2 separate regions of the Drosophila melanogaster genome follow, and region 2 is linked to region 1. The links are chromatin contacts, called in public Hi-C maps. All regions are on one chromosome and are shown on one strand. The core of a region is the stretch at or near the end of the contact, and the rest is flanking DNA. Distances in the headings are between cores, read along the strand shown. Region 1 holds the start of lncRNA:CR45036 (long non-coding RNA:CR45036). Region 2 holds the start of CG7560.

Region 1 (3,541 bases), core at 314-2,813:
TTTAAAGTTATTTGTATTTAACATTTTTATAAATTTTAAGTGGTTAGCAGAAAATTAAAAAACAAGATGTAAATAAGTTTTACTAATGCAATAAAGACAACAGGACGTATACGTAATCTACCCCTTATAAGCGAAAAATGTGTTGCCTATCTTATGGCGCCATATCATATTTTATGACCAAAATGTTAAAAATGGAATATTTCACGATAAAATATAATTAAAGCTTGTAGAATTTGTTTTGATAAAGATTAATAGACATTTTAAATCTCTTGTAACCGTATTCACTCTTATACTTAAAGATGGGGTTCTTAACAACTTTCTAGCCAGATAAACCATTACTGCCGCGTTACTATCCCCCACCCGTCGTTGGCCCCACTGTGCCAGCTCCAATGCGTCCCACTGTCCGTCGGTTGCTTCGTCACTTTGTTGCGTGTTCGTGATGCAGTTGTTGTTTGCCCTGGTTGTTGCAGTTGTTGGTGCTGTTGTTGCTGGGTCTCCGGTTTAGACAGCCGGGCTTCGGACTCCGGGTCTCCTCTGCCTGCCTCCCTCTCTCTTTCGCTGCTCCCCCTCACACCCGCACACAGCCCCTTCGACCAACAACCGACTTCGGTCATCGTGGATTTCTCTGCTCTCCGTTTTGCGGACCTGCATTTTGCTCTGCACTCTTCGCTGCTCTTTTGTTTCGCTTTTCGCTGCTTCTAATGCTCGTCCGCCACTCACCCCTTCCCCGACAACACCCTCTCGTTTTCGGTGGCTCCAAGTTAGAGAGAGGGAGAGAGAGGAGACCCCCAATGAAAGAGAGGTAGCTTGTTTATCGTTGCCTTTCTTTTGGGCAGCCTGCCCGCTGCTTTTTTCCGCCTCCTCCATCTTCCTCTTATTCTTTCAGTGCTTTTCTTCTCTGTTGTTTTTCGGTTTTTGCAGCTCTGAGCTTCGCTGCTTCTGCCGCTGCTGCGCTATGTTGTTGCTTTTTGTCTGTCTCCTCTTTGGTCTTGTTGCTTGTGTCTGTTTTGCTTTTTCGCCCTGCCATCTTACACACTTACTCACTCACACAGATACAAGCACCTACACGCGGAGACTTTTGTATGTAAAACTGACGTCGTCGCTGCTGACTCTTCTTTCCTTTTTCTGTCTTTTTTTTTTTTTGCACATTCTCCCTGTTCTCTCTTCTCGCCTGCATTTTGTGTATCTCATCTCGTGTACGCTTTCGCTGCCTTTCCAATCTCTTCGGCATCGGGGCAACAACAACGAAAAGCTGGCGTCGCCGTCGCCGTCATCGTTTTCTCTATTTTCCTCAATCGCTGTGCCTTTTCATTTTCAATTCGCATATTTTTGCAAACTCTACTTTCAGTTATTCGCCGATAATTGATGTCAAAGGACGCAGTTGTGCTCCGCCGGCGCAGTTTCACATCGCCTTTGGAATCATTGCCGCGGTACGGTATCATTCAGTGCCAGTGTGACCAGTTTCGCTGTGGCCATGCCCAAGGAGGATCCGTTCGTAAATCGAGCCCAGCTCTTGAAGGCGATCAAGAAATATCCGGAGATCTGGGACTCCAACAACAAGCTGCACATGTGCCGCAGCGTCACATCGCCCATGTGGACAGAGATCGCCGAGCAGTTCGGCGGTCATGTGCCGACAGGTGAGCCCACCAAGAATGTACCCGTCCCTACGAACCATTCCGCTTTCCGACATAAGCACCCCTCACACTCTACGCCACTGCTCCATTCGCCAGCTAGCTAGCAGTGTTGCCATTTGTTGCTGCCTTTCGCACTCTCCTTTCGCCAGCTCTTTCGAGGCGCATTCAGTGGCGCAGGCATGTGCTTTTGAAAGGGGGCTGAAAATCACTTTATTTAAAGTAAGTTGGTCCAACCTGAACATTTTAAAGTTCACTGCTCAATAACAAAAATCTACGTTGAATCAATATTCCTAAAGGGTTCATTATTTTCTTAAATTACGTCACTGCACTTGGCTAAAATTAGACAAAGGGCATTTCGGATAGAAAGTAAAGGTTTCTGTCCGTTTGGAATAATAGAGGAGCCTACGCCACTATATAATGCAAATTGAAGCACTCGCAGTAGAAATAATTGACGGGTGGAATGTACTTTGATGAATGCAATTGGGTGGCTTAATGTAAGCTTAGTTATCTGCACCGTGCCACAAGATATTACAATATTCATGAATGAAAAGACTAAACTTCGCACTCTTAGGCCTCTTAAGCCATAATCTCAATATTTGAAATATCTATTTCTTGGAAGTTTCAATAATCACGATTCACGATTAATATTCTTTAAAAAAGAAAATGTTTACCATATTTATTTATAATTTTCAGTTAAGCTGCAATCGATCTGGAGCCAGATGAAGTACCACTATCACAACTTGGTCCACCGCCAGATCCTCCACAAGGATCGATTCAACACCAAGTGGGAGCACTTCGAGCCCATGTCCTTCATGTATAACATTACGGTGGCAAAGATCGTAGGCGCTCAGTCGAGCGGCGGCAGTGGCGGAGGCACCTCCTCCGATGCCCCATCCACAGCCACTGAAGCAGCAACTGTGGGGGAGGAACCTGCTGCCCCAGTGGCGCCTCCGCCATTACCCACCGCCACCCATGGTCGCGGACGACCCAGTGGTAGCTTCAGCTGGCTGCAGACCGCAACCACACCCACCGCCCCTCAACTGCCGCATCTAATCACTCAGCCGCCCCATAGTCAAGGTCATGGCATGACATATACCGCTTTCACGGGGCTGGTACCTCCACCGGCCACTGTGGCCTCAGAGACGGTGGCCACGCCGCCGCGAAAGTTGGGCCGCCCCAGTTCGTTGCACAATAGCATGCGCGGACGTATCATCGATGCCATCAAGACGCGTCCATCGTTGTGGGCTGGGCGCCAGCGGAGTGAGAAAGGACAGGGTCAGAGTAGAACCTCAGCGGTTTGGAAGGAAGCGGCCATGGAGATGGGTCTGACACCGAGTAAGTTAGTCCCGTCTAAGTAGATTATATCCATCGAAATATATAGCATGTAGCAAACTAATTTAATATTGTGTTAAAAGGATGTTACTAATGTCCTGACGAATTGGTATTAAAATAAGCTTAAGTAGCTTAAAGGAATGTGAATTATAAAAAGTTCCCCAACCCTCCCAAAACATCTTATACTTTGCAGCTCTTATGCAAACGCGCTGGTCAATCATCAAGCAGCGCTACGTAGACGAACTGCAGAAGGAGCGCCACGCCCAATACTCCCACCAATCCTTCCGCTCCACGTGGGAACACTTCGATCGAATGTCCTTCATGCGGGAAATTCTGCTAAAGAAGGTCGATGAGAGGGAGCAGACACGCGAACAGATCCAGGAGATCGTTAGCGAGCAGCAGCACCACCAGCAGACGCAGCACCATCCGTCACAGCACTTGCACCACTACCGTCCACCACAGCCGCCAGCAGGATTGGTGGAGCACGCCCAGGACATGCCAATCGGATTGGTGCAGCACCACCATCAGGAGGGACACCATCCGACTTTGGCCATGCACCATCCGCAGCACTCGCA
Region 2 (3,737 bases), core at 1,211-3,710, 60 kb before region 1:
TCAAATCGCACAGAAAGCCGGCATAACGAACCGAAAATCCCAAGAGTTACGTTGACTGACAGACATGGCGTATGCGCAATGTGCGCATTGTCCATTCTAACGGCGTCATTTGTTTGGCTTAATTGCCGATAAATAATTGCAAAGCGGAGTTACAACCCCCCATCCCCCCGCCACAACAGCGCGGGCACCGAGAAACTCAATCCAAAAGCCGGAAGAAAAGGAAGGAAATTCGCATTCGCAAATCATTTTTCAGGCCCAGTCGACAGCTGCGAAAATAAGCGAAAATAAGAAGCAAGCGTCGGATTTGAAGCGGTGGCAGCACAACCTTTTAGCCCCGATTCCATCTGAGTGTCATCTGGGGCCCCCTCGGTGAAAGTCAACCCCTTGGTGGTGCACTGAGAAAGATCAGGTAGTTCTAAGCTGAAATTCCCATACAAATTGCGTACCCATTTCCAAAAATATTTGGTTACTGTTCAAAGCGACTTTAAATCTTTTTAAAATGCTAACGAAGTTCGTTGTGTATTTCCAATAAAATTTATTTTTATATTATATATATTACTTATTATTACTTATTATATATTACTTATATATTATATTGCAATTATTTTTCTACGTGTGGCCGCTAACACTTATCCCTTCTCCATGGCCGATCAACCGCAAGTTACAAATGTCAAATGCTGCTTTTGTCAAGAAGGACCTTTCAGTGCGTCTTTGTGCGGGGGGGGGGGGGGGTAGGAGGAGGAGGAGGGGCGTCAACCCCCTGATTTCAAATGGCAAGTCCCGATGGAAGGTGCGATGACGCAACAGTTCTATTATTCCGGATGAGAACCATCAAGAAATATCTACGCATTTCTTGGTCTGCGATTTGAAGCGCCTGTCACATTGACTGACGTTGATGACGCACCGGAGCTGCAAAATTTCGCATATGAAAGATGAAAGGGATGGAGGTGGTAAAGGGTTTCCCAATCCATTCATCACACTCCGTTTTTGGCCAGCTGCAGACCGAACACTGGTCATTAGGTATGTCAGTCACATCATTGGTTATTGTTCCACTGCAGCTTGTAAATGGTCAAGCCAAAAGGGGTGGCACGCACTCTTTGGATCTGGAAGCTGCGCAGATCCTGGTAAATTGCTCACCAAGTCACACTCTGGGGATTTTGATTTAAAAACAGAGAGCTCTAAGAGAACTCCATGAACACAGATACAAGAATCGCAAATATTTATCAAATTAATTTTATTAGCTTCTGACATATGATCACTTTTCGTAGCCTTTCTTATCCTTTTCAGAATCCTTTAACAGATCCAGATCTCGAAGTTCTTGCAGCACAGCCTGGACGGACTTAAAGCGGTTGAGTGTGAAGAAGTGGAAGCCCCAAACCCCCACATCGGCATCCAAAACATTACGAATCGTTCGGACGGTGAGGCTAACAAAGAACCTTCTTATCAGATCTTGGTCAGACTTCATATCCTTCATATGGGCACTATGCAGCTGATCGAGTTGCTCTCGCAAATCATCTGGCAGATGGACGCCGGTTATTTGCTCGATCATTGAGTAGGAGCGAAAGGATTCATGCGACATCAGTCCCACAACAATGGGTACCGAGATTCCAGCTGCTCGACAGTCCTTCACAAATTGCACTATGACCTCGGGACGGTAGCATAACTGTGTGATAATGCAATCTGCTCCAGCATCAATCTATTCAAATATATAAAATGACACTATAAAATATGTAATTTGTATATGTGCACAAATAACAACGCACCTTTGCCTTTAGAAACTCCATGTTCTTAGCTGAATTTTGTGGTATGTCGCCTAAACTAGTGTATCCCTCTGGATATCCACCCACACAGACTGATATTGTTTCTGGTTCGAGTGTAAGAGTGATTTTAGAGTATATTTAGTGATAAATAATTAATAATTAACTTACCACCCCTCTGCCGTATCGATTGCTCCACCATGGGGTAGCTAATCGAGAAATCCTGATCCTCGTGAACTCGATCCCCTCGAACGGCCAAAAGACTGCTAAAGTTGAGGGCCAAAAACTGATCCAGTCGCTGCCTACTCATTCGATAGGCGGACACATGGGGCAGCACGGGAATGCGTGTGGCCAGGTGTTGGGCCATCTGAAGGCTCTCCACCTGACCCACTGGCTCCACGTCCCAGTACCGCTGACTCAGCCAAACGAAGCTCACGAAGGTGGGCAGGAGCGGCAGGAAGTGATTAAAGTCCAGGCAGGTTGGCCGGCCACTCGGATCGCTGGCCATCACCTCGATGCCGTAGAAGAGGCGATGTTGGGCTGTTCGCTCCGCCACGAGCGTTCCTATCCGCTGCTTCGTCACTACGGATTCATTTTGATCGGGGGCAAAGGTCACGCAGGGAATGTAGGAGGCAGCACCAGGCGACGAACCACCGGCGGGCACTTGAATCGCATGCATTGATTTGGAACCACGCTCGCTCAACGGCAGATCAACTAAAACTGCCGGCTGTTGTCATTTGCCAGGCGGGTTATCACCGATCATCAATCTATCTCAATAAATACGAGCAAAGTTTCGAACAGATACGAAACTACTGGATTCGTTGAGCGAATCTGGGAATACCCTTTTCTTCAGTTCATTAGTGATTTGACAATGGTTAATTACTAATATCATAATTTCCAATTCACTTAATATGCTATGCTAAGAGTTACAAATTTATTTTGTTTCTTTACGTATAACAAGTACTAATGGATTTTCTTTTAAGAAATTACACTAATTTTTATTGAAATAGAAAAGTTTCAGTATTAATGGTAGATTTGGAATATTCCACATAATTGCCTTTAGCAACAATTGCTACTCCTCTATTTGGGAATGTTAACTTAAAGAGCTTAACAAAAGATAGTTGTTAACAATTGATTGCAAAACCATTTCAATAATCTCTTATTTTCCTCATACACCGACTGTGGACCTTTGGGTGCGTGGGAATCGGTACTGGTTCGCATCCACAATCCAACCCTTTTTAACGTCCCCTGTGAGAATGGTCTCTAATTCGTGGCAATCGGTCCCAACGCCATCCAATTAAAGATTTCATGCAGCTGCACTGGATGAAGGATGGAGACCTTCAAATGTTTCCGTCGTTCGGGATGGAACCTAAAATTAGTTTGGCTCGTAAACATGTGTGCGGGTGCAGCACGGAACCTGTTCTTAGTTTTACTGGAAGGCCGTTCTATATTTAAATCTGAAAAGTGAAATCGTTTTAGGGGAACATCATTTCGTTTTGGTTCATAATACTAAGAGGAAACACATAAATGTGACAGAGAAAATATGCTGGAAATAATTTTATATCGCGAGTAAAACATATCACACATATTTTAAAATTACCAAGCGCAACGACAAGTATTTTTGGTAACAGATGGATGATATGTCGGCAGAAGATCGAAAATAATAAAATACAAATGGGAATGGCTTGGGGAATGGCTTTAAGTTCGTTAGGAATGGGCAATAAAAAAATTGAATAATTTGTATTATATTCTTTCTCACATAGTAAGCGATTTTAAAACAACGTCATTTAGTTGAGCCATTCATTTCATTATGCTTTTGCTTTTTCTCTTCGTAAATCTAAAAGAAAACTGGTTAATATGCGTTCTTAATCAAAGTTCTCACTGCCTCATTGAGAACCGAATGAGCCGAAACCAAGAGGTCTTAGATCCTTTGTAGGTACATAGGTCTTTGAGAATAGACTTCAATCAAGGCGTACCCCC

What was found. A called contact is a pair of places that touch in the nucleus more often than the background predicts.
Region 2: a contact with region 1 is called in a Hi-C map of the Kc167 cell line, with 8 times the contacts expected there. A contact is called at or near these places in 53 of 107 Hi-C or Micro-C datasets (the Clone 8 cell line, the D17-c3 cell line, the Kc167 cell line and 20 more) and 4 of 7 datasets of targeted methods (the Kc167 cell line and the S2 cell line).

What each region holds. Positions count from the first base shown.
Region 1 is chr3L:11,362,705-11,366,245 of dm6, reverse strand. It overlaps lncRNA:CR45036 (long non-coding RNA:CR45036), which reads right to left and starts at 1,563. Exons shown (of 1, transcript NR_124888.1): 1 at 349-1,563. CG6163 reads left to right here and starts at 1,361. Exons shown (of 3, transcript NM_140203.1): 1 at 1,361-1,637; 2 at 2,328-2,969; 3 at 3,160-3,541. The coding sequence starts at 1,475.
Region 2 is chr3L:11,423,881-11,427,617 of dm6, reverse strand. CG7560 reads right to left here and starts at 2,460. Exons shown (of 3, transcript NM_140205.2): 1 at 1,929-2,460; 2 at 1,764-1,864; 3 at 1,223-1,696. The coding sequence starts at 2,436. The coding sequence ends at 1,256.